Linked DNA regions of Mus musculus: all the other regions are linked to region 1. Evidence: chromatin contacts called from public promoter capture Hi-C data. All regions are on one chromosome and are shown on one strand. The core of a region is the stretch at or near the end of the contact, and the rest is flanking DNA. Distances in the headings are between cores, read along the strand shown.

The links. Promoter capture Hi-C pulls out the DNA fragments that hold promoters and counts their contacts.
Region 2: a promoter capture Hi-C map of hippocampal neurons shows a contact between it and region 1, with 4 times the contacts expected there. The contact joins the enhancer-like site here to the promoter of Exo5 in region 1. A contact is called at or near these places in 7 of 39 promoter capture datasets (the HPC-7 cell line, cranial neural crest, frontonasal cranial neural crest and 4 more), 1 of 484 Hi-C or Micro-C datasets (B cells) and 1 of 115 datasets of contacts at active chromatin or transcription factors (large pre-B cells).
Region 3: a contact with region 1 is called in a promoter capture Hi-C map of second pharyngeal arch cranial neural crest. The contact joins the promoter of Ppt1 here to the promoter of Exo5 in region 1. A contact is called at or near these places in 16 of 39 promoter capture datasets (the 3T3-L1 cell line, 3T3-L1-derived adipocytes, the C10 cell line and 11 more), 4 of 115 datasets of contacts at active chromatin or transcription factors (astrocytes, embryonic stem cells, large pre-B cells and 1 more) and 1 of 9 other capture datasets (embryonic stem cells).

What each region holds. Positions count from the first base shown.
Region 1 is chr4:120,923,608-120,926,495 of GRCm38.p6, reverse strand. Exo5 (exonuclease 5) reads left to right here and starts at 1,491. Exons shown (of 2, transcript NM_028457.2): 1 at 1,491-1,985.
Region 2 is chr4:122,908,332-122,911,219 of GRCm38.p6, reverse strand. No RefSeq gene overlaps it. Among named protein-coding and RNA genes, the nearest start is that of Cap1, 24 kb to the right of the region's middle. Within about 2 kb of position 1,514, at least 30 of the 459 cell types and tissues checked have an H3K27ac peak or open chromatin away from gene starts, as enhancers often do. A contact at or near this core is called in hippocampal neurons, where this site is marked.
Region 3 is chr4:122,834,794-122,837,681 of GRCm38.p6, reverse strand. Ppt1 (palmitoyl-protein thioesterase 1) reads right to left here and starts at 1,455. Exons shown (of 9, transcript NM_008917.3): 1 at 1,303-1,455. The coding sequence starts at 1,426.

The sequences.
Region 1 (2,888 bases), core at 242-2,741:
TCTTAAGTGCAGACCCATTGGTACTATTTCTACCCAAATATACTTTGGTTTTGTCATAAAGATGTTATGGTCCCCAAATATCCATTCTTATTACTGGATTCTCTTAGGGCCTAACACTAGGTTCTAGTAGGATTAAGAGACTAGACTCAGCCACTCATCTTCAATATGCCCTTAATGAAAGAAAGGGGATTTATTCGATGAGGTCACTTTGGAAAGAGGAACAAACACAGAGGCCTAATGATTTCCAAGACTGTCTTTGGGGTTCTGACATGTGGTTTAGGTTTAAACAAAGCAAGAGGGATGTACAACTAAGCAGATCAAGGAACAGTCCTGTCCACAGTTGTCTCAGCTTGTGTCTTCTGCAGAGTGGTCTGACAAGCTGTAAGGATCCTATGAAGTCTCTTCCTGGGAGGTAAGTTCTCCTCTGAATGGTGGGTGGCGGGGGGGGGGGGGGGGGTGGGGGGGTGGGGGGGGGGGTTCTACTGCTTCCATACTGCCAAAGGGAGGGGCACAAGTGCTTCTCTTTTATCTTTGCTCCCACTGTGATTGAAGATAGTATTTCATGGGTTTTACTCCACATTTGGAAATTTCCTCTTTTTTTTTTTTTTTTTTTTCCTACGCAAGTTCCTTGTTTGGAATCTGTTCATCCTCCCCCTGATACAATACACTTTATAAAACCCTGATTCTGGTGAACCCCTTAAACTGGTGACTGAATTAACTAAATGAACCTAACAGCTAGGCTTTATCCTTCTGGACTTTAGACTCAAGTCTAGAGTCCCAGCGCTGAGATTTTTGGTGTGGGTCACCATAGATGCTGGGAAGTATTTTTCAAAGGCTCAGAGGTTAAGAGCACTAGCTGCTCTTACAGAGGACCTTAGTTTGTTTCTCTGTGCCCATGTGACTCAACCCTTCTGTAACTCTGAGGCCCTCTTCTGGCTCCCGAGGGCACCAAGAAGATATGAACCACAGACATGCATGCAGGGAAAACATTCATACACATAAAGGAAAAAACAAAACATTTTTTTTAATCTTTAAAAAGAATCTGGGCATAAGGGCACAATGGCTTGTAATTCCAGCACCGAAAAAGCAGAGGCAGGAGTAACCCAAATTGGAGGCCAATAAAAAGGATAAGAAATAAATAAAATAAAATAAGACACTGACAACTGCCAGCGTCTTTGAAGCTTGAGTTCATGATTGTTCACTAAGCTGGGAAAGCTGATGTCAGGTGCTAAGATCCGGATTCGGGCTCCAAGGGTGTCAGAGGCCAGCTGCACTGGGGACAGCGAGACGACCACCATGACCGTCCTCTCACCGGGCGGGCGTAAGAGAACGAGACGGTAACAGCCTGCACTAGGCACTGGTGGATAAGGAAATACAGCGGACTGCAGACGCCCACTCAGCCCCAGTGTCGCGAGAACCAGGGGCCTGGTGGGTGGGGAGGGGTGTGACATGAAAAGGGGCGGGCCTCCAACCGCCGCCGGGAATTCTGGGACAGGGGTGAAGAGCTAAGGGGCTGCCCCTTTCAGGCACGCCCCTCATTCGGGTTTTTGTTCTGTGCATTTTGGGCCCGCGATTGAGTCTTTGCGCTTGGGCACACCAGGGGGACTGGGGCTGGGGGCTGAGTGGAAAGCACACGCCTGCCTGCGTGGAAGGCCTGTAACGAGTCAGGACGCAGAGGATGAAGGCAGCAGCAGGCAGCCGGAAGCCATCAGCAAGGCAGGGCCTCCGACCTCAGGCTGCGGCTGGGAACCTGGAGAGCAGAACTTACCGCCTGGAGACCTTACCCTTGGAGAGGCCAGTGTTAGGAGGATTTATGACACGCAGCTGCCCTAGCAGTGTGACTCAAGTGGAAACACCATAATGTGAAGGAGTGGTCAGGTGAAGAGAACAGAAGTCCACATTCCATCATAGCAAGGTGCCTCCCCATCTCCCCTCGTTTTAATACATGCTCTTCCCTGTGAGGAGGGAAATCAACTAAGGCCCAGGTGAGTACGAGTTGCCTCTCTCCTGAACTTTTCAGAGCAAATAGATACATAGTAGACCCATCAATGCCTTTGGAAGGAAAGCCACATTTATTGTGTGTTAGTTAATATCTGTACTGTTTTAGCTCTGTGGGCATTGAAGGATTAGCTTACCAGTATACATTTTAAAGATGTGCCAGTCTCATCAGAGAATTTTTGAAATGTGCCCAAGATTATTCAAGAAACAAATAGCAGAACCGGGCGTGGTGGTGCACGCCTTTAATCCCAGCACTCAGGAGGCAGAGGCAGGCGGATTTCTGAGTTCGAGGCCAGCCTGGTCTAGAGTGAGTTCCAGGACAGCCAGGGCTACACAGAGAAACCCTGTCTCGAAAAACCAGAAAATAAAGAAAGAAAGAAACAAACAAACAAATAGCATACCAGCAAATTCTACTGGACGTTTCAAGATTAGATTCAAAATCTGTATCTTCAGGATCCCTAGACTCTTGATGCCGATCTGGTATTTTCTGAACATCTATCTCATTTAATTTTTCACCTAATAATTTTCAGCTTTATCTGTTTTAAAACTTTTAAAACATATATTCATATATAAAATATTTAATATGAATATTAGTAGATATTTCTATATCTTTAAGAAGTCAAGGGGGCTGGAGAGATGGCTCAGAGGTTAAGAGCACTGACTGCTCTTTTAGAGGTCCGGAGTTCAAATCCCAGCAACCACATGGTGGCTCACAACCATCTGTAATGAGATCTGATGCCCTCTTCTGGTGTGTCTGAAGACAGCTACAGTGTACTTATATATAATAAATAAATAAATAAATCTTTAAAAATAAAAAAAAAAAATAAAAAAAAAAAGAAGTCAAAAGTCTGCCAGGCAGTGGTGGTATAGCCTTTAATCTCAGCAGCTTG
Region 2 (2,888 bases), core at 265-2,764, 2.0 Mb before region 1:
TAAAAAGCCAAGAGGTACAGAATTGATTCATAACACAGCGAAATCTCCAGGGTCCGGAGCGAGTGCGGCACTGAAATCCAGGGTGGTAAGTATGAGAGAACAGATAGCAATGCTATTCCAACATCTGGAAATATTCTGGCGTATACTTCAGGTGGGAGGACACTACACAAGGGTGTGGATATCAGGCGGGTGGGAATCGTTACGAGCTACTTTGATGGCTGAGTTCCACAGCCCACCTGGCAAAACACTAAACCAAATAAGGTGCTGGCCAGCCAATGGCCAGATGGCATGGACTGGGGATGGGAGGACCGAATTATGCCAGGGTGAGGGGTTAGAGAGATACCCCAATAGCCAAGAGTGCTTGTTGCTCTTCCAGAGGATCTAAGTAAGGTTCCTAGCACCCACACGAGGGGGAGAAGGGAGCTTTGCAACCACTTGTAACTCCAGCTCCAAGGGATCTGCTGCCCTCTTCTGGCCTGTATAAGCACTGCACATATGATAACAATTCCCCTTCGCTGGTATCGTATAATTTCAACAAAACAAACAAGCAAACAAAAACATAAAACGAAAATAAAGTCAGGTGTGGTGGCACACGTGTTTAATTCCAGTAATCTGGAGACAGAATCAGGAGGATCTCTGTGAGTTCAAGGCCAGTCTGGTCTACATACAAAGTTCCAGGCCAGCCCCTACCTCCACCAAAAAGACCCCCCCCCCATCCTTCCCAGGTCAAAACAAAAGAAAACAAATCCAAACTCCGAACTAAACAACCAACCAACCAACCATATGAAACCTACACATATTAGGGGTAAGACTGACTGTAAGTGGGGAGCATACCGTTTCTTTTATGTATCATTTTTTTTTGTAGAAGTGTAAGTTACATATAATACTATGCATAAAGTTATATATATATATATTTACAAGGCAGTTAGCTCGGTGGTGGACATCATTAATCCCAGCACTTGGGAGACAGAGGCAGGTGTATCTCTGAGTTTGAGGCCAGCCTGGTTTATGGAGCGAGCTCCAAAACAGTCAGGGCCACACAGAGAAACCCTGTCTCGAGGTCCCCTACCACTCCCCAAAAAGGTAATTATCCCTCTCTCATCTTAGAATTATGTGTGTTGTGTATAGTGTGTGTGTGTGTGTGTGTGTGTGTTGGTTAAATTTGTTGTCTGTCCACAGATTTCTAAGGAGGAGGATCATGATGGAACCCAGGGTGTGTGGGGATCGGGGATGGAGGAGGATCATGACGGGACCCAGGGTGTGTGGGGGTTGGGGATGGATGCCATTGCTGGACACGGGTTGTGTCTTTTTGGAAGGAGCTGAGTGTGTCTTTTGTTTGCCTTTGAAATAATCATATTATGTTAGACAGAAGCATTTTAAAACTTGTATATGGTATTTTAAAACGTGGGAAGATGTTGCTTGGCAACCCGCAGTTGGAATGCGGAGGACATCTGTTGTTTTCCTCTATCAGCGTTCTATCTCTTTCTTTTGGAGAAGGCCCTTCCCACACTGCACACTGTCTCCGTGGGGCTGTCAGTCACGGTTCAAAGCCCCTCTTGTCAGAGGATGACATCCCATCACAACAAAGCCGATTGGGAGTGCTTCCTCTTGGGAAAAAAAAATAGTGGGAGACGAAAGGGCAAAAACCACGCGGAGCTGATTAACGCCAGGGTAGGTAGCGGTATTAAGAGATTTGTCTGTAATCTGCATATCTGGAACCAGCACGACCCTGTATATTTTAATATAACACTCGACTGCTCTGGTTGCAAGTTTTTCCGGATTGTACCGAGTCTATGAATCTTTCACGTTTTTTCTTTCAATAAATATTTTAAATTTTGACATAAGATCTTGCTAGCTAGCCCAAGTATGAAGGGATTAGAGGGCATGAGCCACCACGATCAGCTTTATGCCCCTTCTTAAATTTGTCAGAGCTGGTTCCTGTTACTGGTAGCCAGGGAACTCCTTTGACATTAGCTCAGCGGGGAGAATACCAAAGCAAAGAGGAGGGGGCAGAAGTGAGTGAAATTGCAATGATCAAGATTTTTCAATACACCTTCATTGGCAATTTTCTCCCCAGCATGCCTCCACAGTGTGCAAAGTTAGGAAAGCTTTCTGGGAAGATGCCAGGAGTTTCTGACACATTGAACTCAGAACTACTCCCTAAGGTGTGGCTTTATAAGATGGGTGCTACAGGCAGGCAAGAGGGCTCAAGTAAAAGCGTTTGCTCTGGAAGCCAGAGGGGCCTGAGTTTGATCCCTGGACTTAACCAGTGGTGGATTCCAGAAACTTGTCCTCTGGTCTCCACACATGCACAGTGGCACCAACATACTTCATACACACAGACACCGTAATAGCAATAGCATGCAGTATACAAACCTCTAGGAACTGTGGTTTGTGTGGACTGCGATGTGAACAGTGTCTTCCTGCTGTGTAGTATGGTCCCTGTGGCTCTCTCTCTCCTTGCCTTTTCAAGTCAGTCCTTTTGATGAATTTGTTCTTTGGTGCCTCCTCTGACCCTTGGATTTTTTTCTCAAGCATACAACTGAGCTTCTACATAAACAGTTAAAACCTAATCAAGCACAGATTGATTTTTTGTTGTTGTTGTTGTTGCTGCTGCTGTTTTGTTTTGGGAGCTTGTTGTTGTTGTTTTGTTTTTGAGACAAGGTCTTGTTATGTAGCCCTGGTTGGACTAGAACTCCATATGTAGACCAGGCTGGCCTCAAACTCACCTCTGCCTCCTTGTGTTGGGATTAAAGGAATATACCACCACATTGGTCAGACTGATTTCTTAAAAAAAGGAAACTATCAATTCAGATGAATATTTTTAGATTTATTATTTATTTTATGTACATGAATACACCATTGCTCTCTTCAGACACACCAGAAGA
Region 3 (2,888 bases), core at 206-2,705, 1.9 Mb before region 1:
CTGATGTGGAACTTGCCATGTAGATCATGCAGGCCTCAAACTCGGGGTGTTCCTCCTGCTTCTGCCTCCGGAGTGCTGGGGAGTTACATTCCTAAACTAGCTCTTTACAGTTGCTAGCTAGCACAAAGGGCTTAGAACAGTTCTTTACAAATGTAAATTCTACCACCTCACAAGTTCCTAGTGAAATTCCAAGTCCTTACACTAATCTTAAAAGCCCCAGCATACTTGTCCACCCTCTTATTCCCTTGCTCCCGCTGCTCCTGCTACACTGCTCTGCATGCTAGTCTGCCAAGCTCAGGGCCTTTGCACCTGCTGCTCCTGTGACCACATGTCCCTATGGCATCTTCCCTCGTCCTCCTTTTTTTCTTCTCTTTTTTCCTTCTTTTATTTTTTTTATTGGATATTTTCTTTATTTACATTTAAATGTTTTCCCCTTTCCAGGTCTCCCCATCGGAACCCCCCTATCCAATCCCCCCTCCCCCTGACTCTATGAGGGTGTTCCCCACCCACCCACTCCTGTCTTCCCTCCCTGGCATTCCCCTACACTGGGGCATCGAACATTCTCAGGTTCAAGGGCCTCTCCTCCTACTGATGTCCAAGTCCATCCTCTGCCACATAGGCAGCTGGAGCCATGGGTCCCTCCATGTGTACTCTTTAGTTGGTGGTCCAATCCCTGGGAGCTCCGGGGGGGTGGGGCGGGAGGGAGGATCTGGCCAGTTGCTCCCTCCATGGTGCTGCATCCTCTTAAGCTCTACTCAGTTGTCACTCTTGGGTGAATCCCGTTTCCTGTTCTAACTTGCTCCGTAGAAGCACAAGCTCACACCTGAGGCTCTATCTTCTGTTTTCACTGCACTCCTGGCCATTTGACAAGTTTCCCGTATTTCCTTATAATACGTTTCCCCCACTGGACAGCAAGTTCCAGAAAGATGAGAATGCTTCATGCTCAGGTATAGCAGGTGCTCTGAGGTAACTGTATAAAGGACATGAAGGCCCCTGGTAGATCTCTATTCAGATGTGAAGGAATGAAAGCCTGAGTGTGCAGTCCAGCTCTGCAGGGGCAGGCTGGACTGACTGTGAGATACTGCAGGCTGATGCTACTGCTGCCAGGATTTTAACAAAGCATAAACCAAGCCGTGCACAATACTCACTGAGCACTCACTAAAGACACCTGGTTGTCGTCCCTTCCGTGCAGAGCAACAAATCCGAAAACCTTGGACTAGGCGGGTGCTGTGGAATCCCTATCGTCTTTCCAGATTTAAGAACCGAGGGGGGAAAAGGATGCCCCCGTCCACGCCCACTCACCCATCCCATGCCAGATCACCAGCGGTGGTGGTGAAGGTGGGTCCAGATGCCCCAGGGCCCAGGCGGCGCAGCACCAAGGCAGCAGAGCGGCAGCTAGCAGCCTCCGCGAACAGGACGACGCCATCTTAGCAATCACATGACCGCGGGGACTGTGGACCAAAGTAATTCCGGTGGCCACGCCCCCTGCCGGGCTCTGCATCCTGACAGAGACGTTTATTCATTGCTTAACACCCACCAGACTCTACTATATAAGGGCTTTCCATCTTTTAATTGATCTTATGCACTGCTCTCATTTTACACCCAAGGACGCCTAGGTGACAATTCCCCCTTCCCCCTACGGAACTTTGCCTTCTCTTTCAGCTGTGTATTAGCAGAAAAGAGCTGTTTATTCGCTAACAATTATGTCATTTGCACGTAATTTTAATTCTATGTGTGGGCGTTTCATATGTGTACGGCTCGCGTTCTACAGCGCATGTGTGGAGGCCAGAGAACCGCTTGCAGGAGCGGTCAGAGGGATTGAACTGAGGTCATCCATCAGGCTTGGCTGCAGGTGCTTTCCCCCTAGGAGACTGTTTTTATTTTAGCACATGTGTGAGAAATTAGGTAAGGTCCTCGGAGGCGGAGGCAGAAAACTCTTCAGCACAGTGCCATAGTACTTATAGCCCTTGGAAGAAAAGGCTCAGTGTCGGGACTGGGGAAGGGAGACTTGATTTTCATCCAGGGCAAGTTATATCATGGTGAGGTTTGGTTTGGATCGTAAAGCTAAGATGGGGTTTCAAAAGCTAAAGATGTAATTAGGGAGGAGGAAGTTTGGACTCCTGAAGAGGGAAAAAAGTATCTTATTAAAGATGTAATAAGACTTCCAGGCTGTCATGGACTCTCAGGTATTTCATGTACTAGGAAGATGGGAAACATAGCTACGTCCTATCCAAGCTCCACTCTGGTTTATTATAGCCCAGAGGCTCCTGTCTATGCTCCCACATCTTTTCTAGATTCCCTCAGTGCAGCCTCGGCACCTCAATGACAGTGTCAAACATTTTTTCCCCTAAAAAAGCATTAAAAATGTTTAAAGGAATCTGTTAAATAGGGTGTATTCACGGTACAGTGGGACTCTCTGACACCGGCTTTATAAAGGATGAAGTAGTCTTGTAGAGAGCGACATATGAAAAATCTAGAAGAATAACCGGTTGTGCACCCACATGAAACCCTTCTGTACCACCCCACTGAAACCAGCAGTTACTTAGTAATTGGAAAGCCAATTAAAATACAGGATTAGGATGCATTATACAGTGCACAGTCTGATAAGCGTTGGGCCAGCTAGATTGTTCAGCTGGATAAAACAATGGCCACTAAGCCATTCCTGATCCTTTCCTCTTGAGAACTATGATAGCTTGAGGTTAAAAAAAACAAGTTGTGCAAGCTGTCTTCTGAGCTCTATACACCGACAGTCACATGTCCCCATAGAGACTCATAAACACACAATGTAAACAAATAAATCAGAGTAAAAACAAAGGAAAGCAAAAATAGGCCCGGGGCCAGGAAGACAGCTCTGTCTTTAAAGTGCTTGCTGCTTCAGCGTAGAATCT